2 separate regions of the Gossypium hirsutum genome follow, and region 2 is linked to region 1. A link is a contact called in public Hi-C data. All regions are on one chromosome and are shown on one strand. Each heading gives the region's core, a stretch centred on a gene start, on an enhancer-like site or on the middle of the called end of the contact. The rest is flanking DNA. Distances are from core to core; before and after follow the strand shown.

Region 1 (3,657 bases), core at 610-3,109:
AATAATTATATTAGTTAATTTATTTAATATAAAAACCACATCTTAATATTTTTAAAATGGAAATTCTAATTTAACTAATGGAATGGATTATTGAGTCGATTACTAGAAAGTCATGGCAATTTTATTTATAATAATTTTTTAATTATTTGGTTAAAATATGATGAGAAAAAGGAAAAACTGGAATTGGCAATTTGCTATAATTAAGGAATGAAGTAAAATACCAAAAAAGTATATAAAAATAAAAGAATGAAGTAACGTGAAAGGAAAAGTGATTGTCTACGATGCTGGCTTTGGGACACCTAACCGTGCAAGCTGGCCATGGCCGACGGCTCCTTCTCAACATATATTACTAAGATTGTTTTTTTTTTTGTGTGTGTGTTAATTCTAATTTCAAATTGCTATTTTGCAGTAACATCTAAAAAGATACGTGATTATTTATTGATTAAAGGATTATTATTCTGCCCGGAATATAATAAATTTATAAATATTTTATTGAATTGGTATAATTATCAATTCAGTTAAAAAATTATATAAATATCTTTTCTTACAATATTATAATTAATATTATTATGATGACATTTTTGTCATTTTATACTGTTATAACATCATTAATTAAAATAGTTAAAAATTATAAATTTAAATATCGAACATGTAATCAATTGTATTAAAATATAAATTTGTTATCACTCCACTTAAATTTATTATTAAATCAATTTTAAACTCAAATAATTTTAATATAAAATATGTGAAAATTTTTAATATATATTAAATTTATTATAATGATACATATCAGTATCATAATGTCATTTGTTGAAATTTTTTTATTCCAATCAACAGAGTAATGATCCCTATTGAAATATTTGGAATAAATTTATTTAGTCTAGAATCATATAAATTGGAGAAAATTCATATTAGCAAGAAATTGGTGTCAATGAGAAACAGACAAGACTCAAATTAAGAGTTAATTAAGTCATCAACATTCTACATTATGACAAATATCTCTCGACATAAATAATTTTTAGAGAAAAAGTACATAAATTTCTCAAAGGTTTGGTAAATTTATTAACTGAAATTTGATGAAAAATATGCTAATCGAGGATAAAAAGACGATTTTACTCTTTTATTAGTTAACTATATTTTTTTAGTTTTAATAAAGCTTTATGCAAATAAATGTTAAATATCTTAATAAAATTATATATTAACTTTCAAAATAATTGATTCAATTATTTAATTTAAAATAAAATAATTAAATCTTTGATAAAATATTAATTAAAATAAAAGAAGGAAAATAAATGAAATGATATTTTAATAACTAAAGTACATTTTTTAAAAAGATATGAGTTTGATTAATTAAATTAAATTAATTTTTAAAATTGTCAATGATAATAGTTATATTTTTATCATTTTCTTTTTTCTTTTTATTTTCTTTCATTTTAATCATTTTTTGTCATTAAAACATTCTATAGAATCATACTTAATTTATTTTAAATAAGATAGCTTAAATAATTCATCTCAAAGTAAAATAAGTTTAAAATATTTAAATTTTACTTAATGTAAAATTTAATTTTATAGAACTTCAATTTTTGTAATTAAAAATAGAGAAAAGTATGTATGAATAAAAAAATATACATGGTTAATAAAAAAAAGGATAGTTATCTTTTTATTTAATTTAAATTTCAGGAGGTTTTATCTAATTTGCATCAAACCTGAGAACCATAGAATATTTTTTTACGAAACCTTAAAAAATTTGCAGAGTTTGTCCATTTTTACTATAATTTATAAAATACTATAAAAAATTTTAATCATGGATCATGTTAAAGACATTCACGCGAATCAGCCATGATCACGTTTTAGGACATTTTTGTAATTCCGTAATGGATTAAGGGCAAATGTAGGAATTACACATACTGTATGGTACAGCGACTAAAATTCAAGTATCTTTAATAACTTTAGGCCTTAAGGGACACTTTGAACTCAGCCAAACCTCCCTCCTCTTCACTGTGCCTATTCCAAGCCTTTCATTTTATACCAATTTCATGGCAGCCACTACCTCAGCTACAAGTAGCTGCTCCGGATTCTTCAACCTCCGATCAAATAATGATGAGCCGAGGGTGGTCCGATCCTCATCATCCACTCACAGCTCACCTGCTGGTGGGTGCGGGAAGCTAGATGGTGTTGCTATGTGGTTCATCAATGGTGTAGCGACCGCATTCTTCGCGTCGCTACAACGATGTTCTTGCATCCGTATTGCCACGGAGGAGGAAGACGATGGCGAGGAAGCCAACGACGTACCGTTGATCCATAGTGATGGGAATTACGTGAGGCATGAAGCTGGAACGATCAGCCGGAGGAGGAGGAAGATCATCTCTTAAAAGTGTGGAAATATTTTGGTTTATTACATAATATGGTAAGTTAAATATGATGGGGGATTTTCATGGATTTTGTAAAAGTTTTAATGGGAATTTTCACTTTTTGTTTGAATCAGTGATGAATATGACATGATCAAAATAAGAAGAAAAAGTTCACTAAAATGTCAAATTTTCAGTCTTATTATAAGCTTCCAAGCCAATCGTTTAGAATTAGATTGTTTATAGATATATAAATAATTTTACGCAAGTTGATAGAAACTGACAAAATTTTATAAATTATTCATTTGAAGAGAATAATTGGAGTTTTTTTCTTTTCTTTTTTCATTTTCCTTTTCTTCTCATTAATTCTTAAGTATTTGGATCCTTCCTAAGCACATGGTGCCAATTCATAGCATGTGAAAGTCTTGTGATTCACGTAAATAATTCCAGTTCCTCACTTAAACTCTATAAAACCAGCCTGGACATGTTTTATTTTTTCCCCAAAAGAAATTATTATTATTTACAGAATTTTGTAGGAATTTCATTGCATGTAAATTCATGAATAAAGGTATGGTGTGATAGTTATTCAACTTATTCTTTAATTATGAGGTTGGGGTTATGATCTTCGTATATGGGAATAGAGCATATTTCATGACTAGTCATTTGCATCTTTAGAGAGTGATGAAAAGATTAAACATTACTACTGATGATGGATACATTAGTTTCGACCAAAAAGAACAAAATCTTATGATTAATAATATTATCTTTGTATGATACTTAAGTTATATATTTAATCTTTGTATTTTAATTTAATTAACATTATATGTATTTTTTAAATTTTTTAAATTTAGTTTATAAATTTAATTGTTACTATTTGAGTTAAGATTGAAATTTAAAATTTTAAAAAAAATAAAACTAAAATAATCAGTACAAAAATTAAATACACACCTTACACATAATATAAATACCAATATTAAAATTTGAGGAATTTTTTCATTAAATTATCGAAATCTTTTAAGTAAAGCTAAAATAGAAAAGAAATATTCCTATTTTTTAATTAATACAATTTTTTTAGAGAAACAGTAAAGAAAATAAAAAAAGTGTTTTCCGCCATGATTATCCGAACAAAATGTGGCTAATCAGCTTAATCTACATATTTCTATACTTTTCAACAACTACCTTTATTGAAAAAAAGCAAGAACACTAATTACCGACAACATGCTAAATAGCTGGTAATTATTTTTTTTTATTTTAGAAAAATACAAATTAAACAGGAACTAAAGGTGGTGCTTTGAATATTAAAAACCAA
Region 2 (3,890 bases), core at 490-2,989, 370 kb before region 1:
AAGATAGCATGAAAATCGTCGCTACCCGGAGCTTTTAAGGGAGCCATATCAAACATAGCTCTCTTAATTTCCTCATTAGTGACCACTCTTCCTAAAAAATCACTATCGGTAGAAGCAAATTGGGGAAACCTGTTAGGAGGCAAGGATCACATGGGACCAGGGTCATCTCCGTATAATTTCTGGAAAAAAATTAGAAGCTTCCAATTCGATAGCCTTAGGATCAAATACCCAATCACTAAGAGAGTTACAAATGGCAGAAATACGGTTATTTTTTCGCCTCTGCAAAGTGCGAGCATGAAAAAGCTTAGTGTTTCTATCCCCCAGATGAAGCTAGTCACACTGAGCCTTTTGTTTCCAGAGAAGTTCCTCATGATGTAACACATTTTCCTACTCATTTCTTATCTTTATTTCAACAAGAGCTAAATGAGTGGAACCTAAAAGGTTCATTTTCCTCTGAACGGTTGACAACTTATGAATTAGGTTTCTCCTACGAGTAGTGATATGGTCGTAAATGGTCTTATTCCACTCTTTGAGATTCGCAGTAAATTTATTTAAAGAAGCAGACATGTTCCCTTGAAAGACCCACTGATGTCTCACAAGATTTCCAAAATCAGAGTGTTCAACCCATCCTGCTAAGAACCTAAAAGGTCTTCCCCTAGGCAAGGCAAAATCAAAATTAAAGTTGAAGAGAAAAGAACGGTTGTCAGATTTAATTCTTGGAAGATGAGTAACTAAGCTGTTTGGAAAATAGTTTACCCAAGCCTCATTACCTAAAGCATGATCCAATCTTTCAAACAGATGACCCCTGTAGCAAGTAAAAGGAGGTCCCTTAAACCCCAAATCATGAAGGTTAGACAAGTCTACAAAATTACCAAAACGGGGACACCTCTTTCCATTCGAAAGGCCACCCTTTTTCTCATCAGAGGAAAGAATAGCATTGAAATCTCCAATCACCATCCAAGGAGTTTGCCCAACAGGTATAGTAGCTCTCAATTCATGCCAAAGGTCTTTTCGCTTCTGACGATTAGGACTCCCGTAAACGAACCCGATCAATATTGGAATTGACGAAGAATTATGCCAAACCTGAGTAATAATGAATTGGGGATGATTTTGTAGAATCTTCACTTTAACAGACTTGTTCCAACCAATACAAATGCCCCTAGCATAACCAATAGCCTCCACACGATGTAAAAATTGAAATCCCAATTTTGCAATAATTCTATCTGCCTTGGATCCACTAACTCTATTTTCCAACAAGCTAATAATATCGGGTCTATGCTCCATATTATACTCTCAAAAAATATGAGAAAATTTGGCATTGGCGCATCCCTGACAATTTCAAGAAAAAATTGAGAGATTCATAATTAATAGAAAATAGTAAAGAAATCATACCATTAATGCCCGGAATCGTTCAATCCACTAGATTCAGGATCAGCACGTACTCCCATTTCAGCTTCCTTTGAAAGGTCAGAGGAAATAAGCTTCGCCACCTCTTTCATAGAATCAGCTAAAGAAACCCGTAAGTTTGCAGAAGCTTTAAATTGATTCCCACCTCCTTTTAAATCATTACTTTTTTTGCGCGTTCCTCTAGTAATGCCAAATTTCTCATTACTTTTTCGATCCTTATTTTCCGTTTTACTTGTACTTATATGCTCAAAAATACGACATTTAGACTGATCAAATGAATTAAAAAAATTTTAAAAGTGACAGCAGAGTGTTTCTCGTGGTCTAAAATATTATCAGTCAGCTGAACATCAACTTTTACTGGGCTTTCAAAGGCCGGGTTGAAATGTGCCTTAATATCACCCGACTTACTAGCTTGTAATTTTGGGTTATAATGGTTTTCAAAGTTACCTGCATTCAACAAAATAGACCCAAATTCTTGGTTAGTCGAAATTAAATTAAGATTTGGAAAAACCTGGGGATTCTCGACATTGGTCCATGTAGGAGAGGCCTGCTGGTCACTAACGGGCCTGGAAAGAGACAACGGCCTGATTGGCTTTTACACCGCTCTAAAAGCGTGATTACCCGTGGTCTCCATATTCGTAGGAACATTGGATACAGAGGGAGTTGCTTTAGTTTGACACGCCTGCTGACGTGATCCATTTATGTTTTCTTTAGATGACGGCCCAACCAGAAACCCATTCGGCCTGCTATCAATCAATATCTTTTTTCCCTAGGCTTTTCAGCCTTATTCTGTCATTACCATGGCCTGAATGAACTCCCCCCCAATGCGCTTAGTTTCTGAAATATTTATGTTCTTTTGGGCTTTCGAATCCAGACCCAGGTCACAAGTCCTCTTTTGGGCATCTGAACCAATGCCCGAATTTTTAACAGTTTTAATATGCAGAGGTAGCAAAGATTTAATAAAATCTTCTCCCCTAGAATCAAGGGTGGTCAAATCAGGTTCCACCACTTGAAGATTTAATTATTTTAAATCTGCCTTTATCGTTTCCTCTTCACCGCCCGTCTTCTTGCCTTCAATGGTAAAGACATTAAATCTAGAGCCTAACCTTCCTTTTCCAGCAGCCATACCACTAGAATCACAAGAATCCCCCGATCTTCATCGGGATTTACGCTCTACCAACATCCAAGGTCTGAAAGTTGGTTCAGAGACCTTTCCTGGATCGTTGTTGTTACTGTTAGAACCGTCGTCGACCACCACTTTGTCACTATCTTTGCCCAATATTTCTTTCGACAAGGAACACAACTCCCTCACATGCCCGTATTTTCCACAGGTAAAACAGATCGTTGGTAAGGCTTCATATTCCACCTGTTGTATTTCACCATTGACACAGATTTGAGAGATGAGAGGCTTATCCAGGTTGATAAACAGAGCCATTCTAGTGAATTTGCCCCTAGTTCTATTATCGGTCTTAAAGTCAAACTTTACAACCTTACTGATCATGCTTCCAATTGCCCCGAGAATCTTCCTTTTGTACATAAACCCCAGTAATCCGGGTAGCCTGATCCATGCCATAACTACACTTGGGTATGGTTGAAGGGGAGAGAACTCTTTTGTCCATGGTTGAACTGTCAAATATTTGCCCAAAAATTATCCATGGTCCCTGTGTAAGAACTTTGTCATAATCCTCTTAGTTTTGGAATTTAGCCAAAAAATACCCATTCTTAATATCCACTAATTGGAATAATTGTATAGGCTTCCACAGGCTACTAATTCGATTAAAAAGAACACCATAACTGATATTTCGGCAAAGTAGTTTTAAAAATACTATCATCTCCATCTCCTTATACAAGATTTCTTTGACTCGATCAAAGAACTCAATTGCCGGAATTCCATTAACAGTGGACCTTATGATATCATCGTCTAACAAAATAAAATATTCATCACTTCCCTCCTCAAATCTCACAACTTTCTGACTAGTCCCAGACGAACCAGTCCCAAAAAGTTTGTCTGTCCATGATGTTGCCGCATTCAAAGGTGGACCAAAGTCCACAGCCATATCCACAGAAGCCCCATCGAAAACATATTTAAACCTAACTTTCTTGGTATTGCGATCCTCAGATAGCCACGAATCATCATCACTGTCAATTACTTTCAGAGAGTTTTCCATTCGACGTGAAATATTTGAAAATTTTACTACCATTGAGGATTTAGTTTAGTTAGTACGATCGTTATTGCAATAATTAAAAGAATATATATGATTTTGAACGTGTTTAAAAAAAGGTTGAGATTATAAGAAAAGTGAGTATTGTATAAGAAAAAGGGCAAAATTAACGGTAAATGCCACTTTTTTTATATAAAAATTAGCAATTAAGTTTTTTTACATTATTTTAAAAAATAGATTATTATTATTATACTCACATGAAAAAAACGCGTTCAGAAAGAGACATTTTTAAAAAAATGCTTTATACTAAACACTTTTTTT

The links. Hi-C and Micro-C count contacts between places; a contact is called where the count stands out from the background.
Region 2: a Hi-C map of leaf shows a contact between it and region 1, with 2.4 times the contacts expected there. The contact joins the promoter of LOC107951418 here to the promoter of LOC107951421 in region 1. A contact is called at or near these places in 2 of 34 Hi-C or Micro-C datasets (callus and leaf).

The regions. Positions count from the first base shown.
Region 1 is chrA02:20,411,454-20,415,110 of Gossypium_hirsutum_v2.1, reverse strand. It overlaps LOC107951421, which reads left to right and starts at 1,859. Exons shown (of 1, transcript XM_016886472.2): 1 at 1,859-2,531. The coding sequence starts at 2,037. The coding sequence ends at 2,372.
Region 2 is chrA02:20,780,368-20,784,257 of Gossypium_hirsutum_v2.1, reverse strand. LOC107951418 reads right to left here and starts at 1,739. Exons shown (of 2, transcript XM_041087224.1): 1 at 771-1,739; 2 at 1-655. The coding sequence starts at 1,284. The coding sequence ends at 633.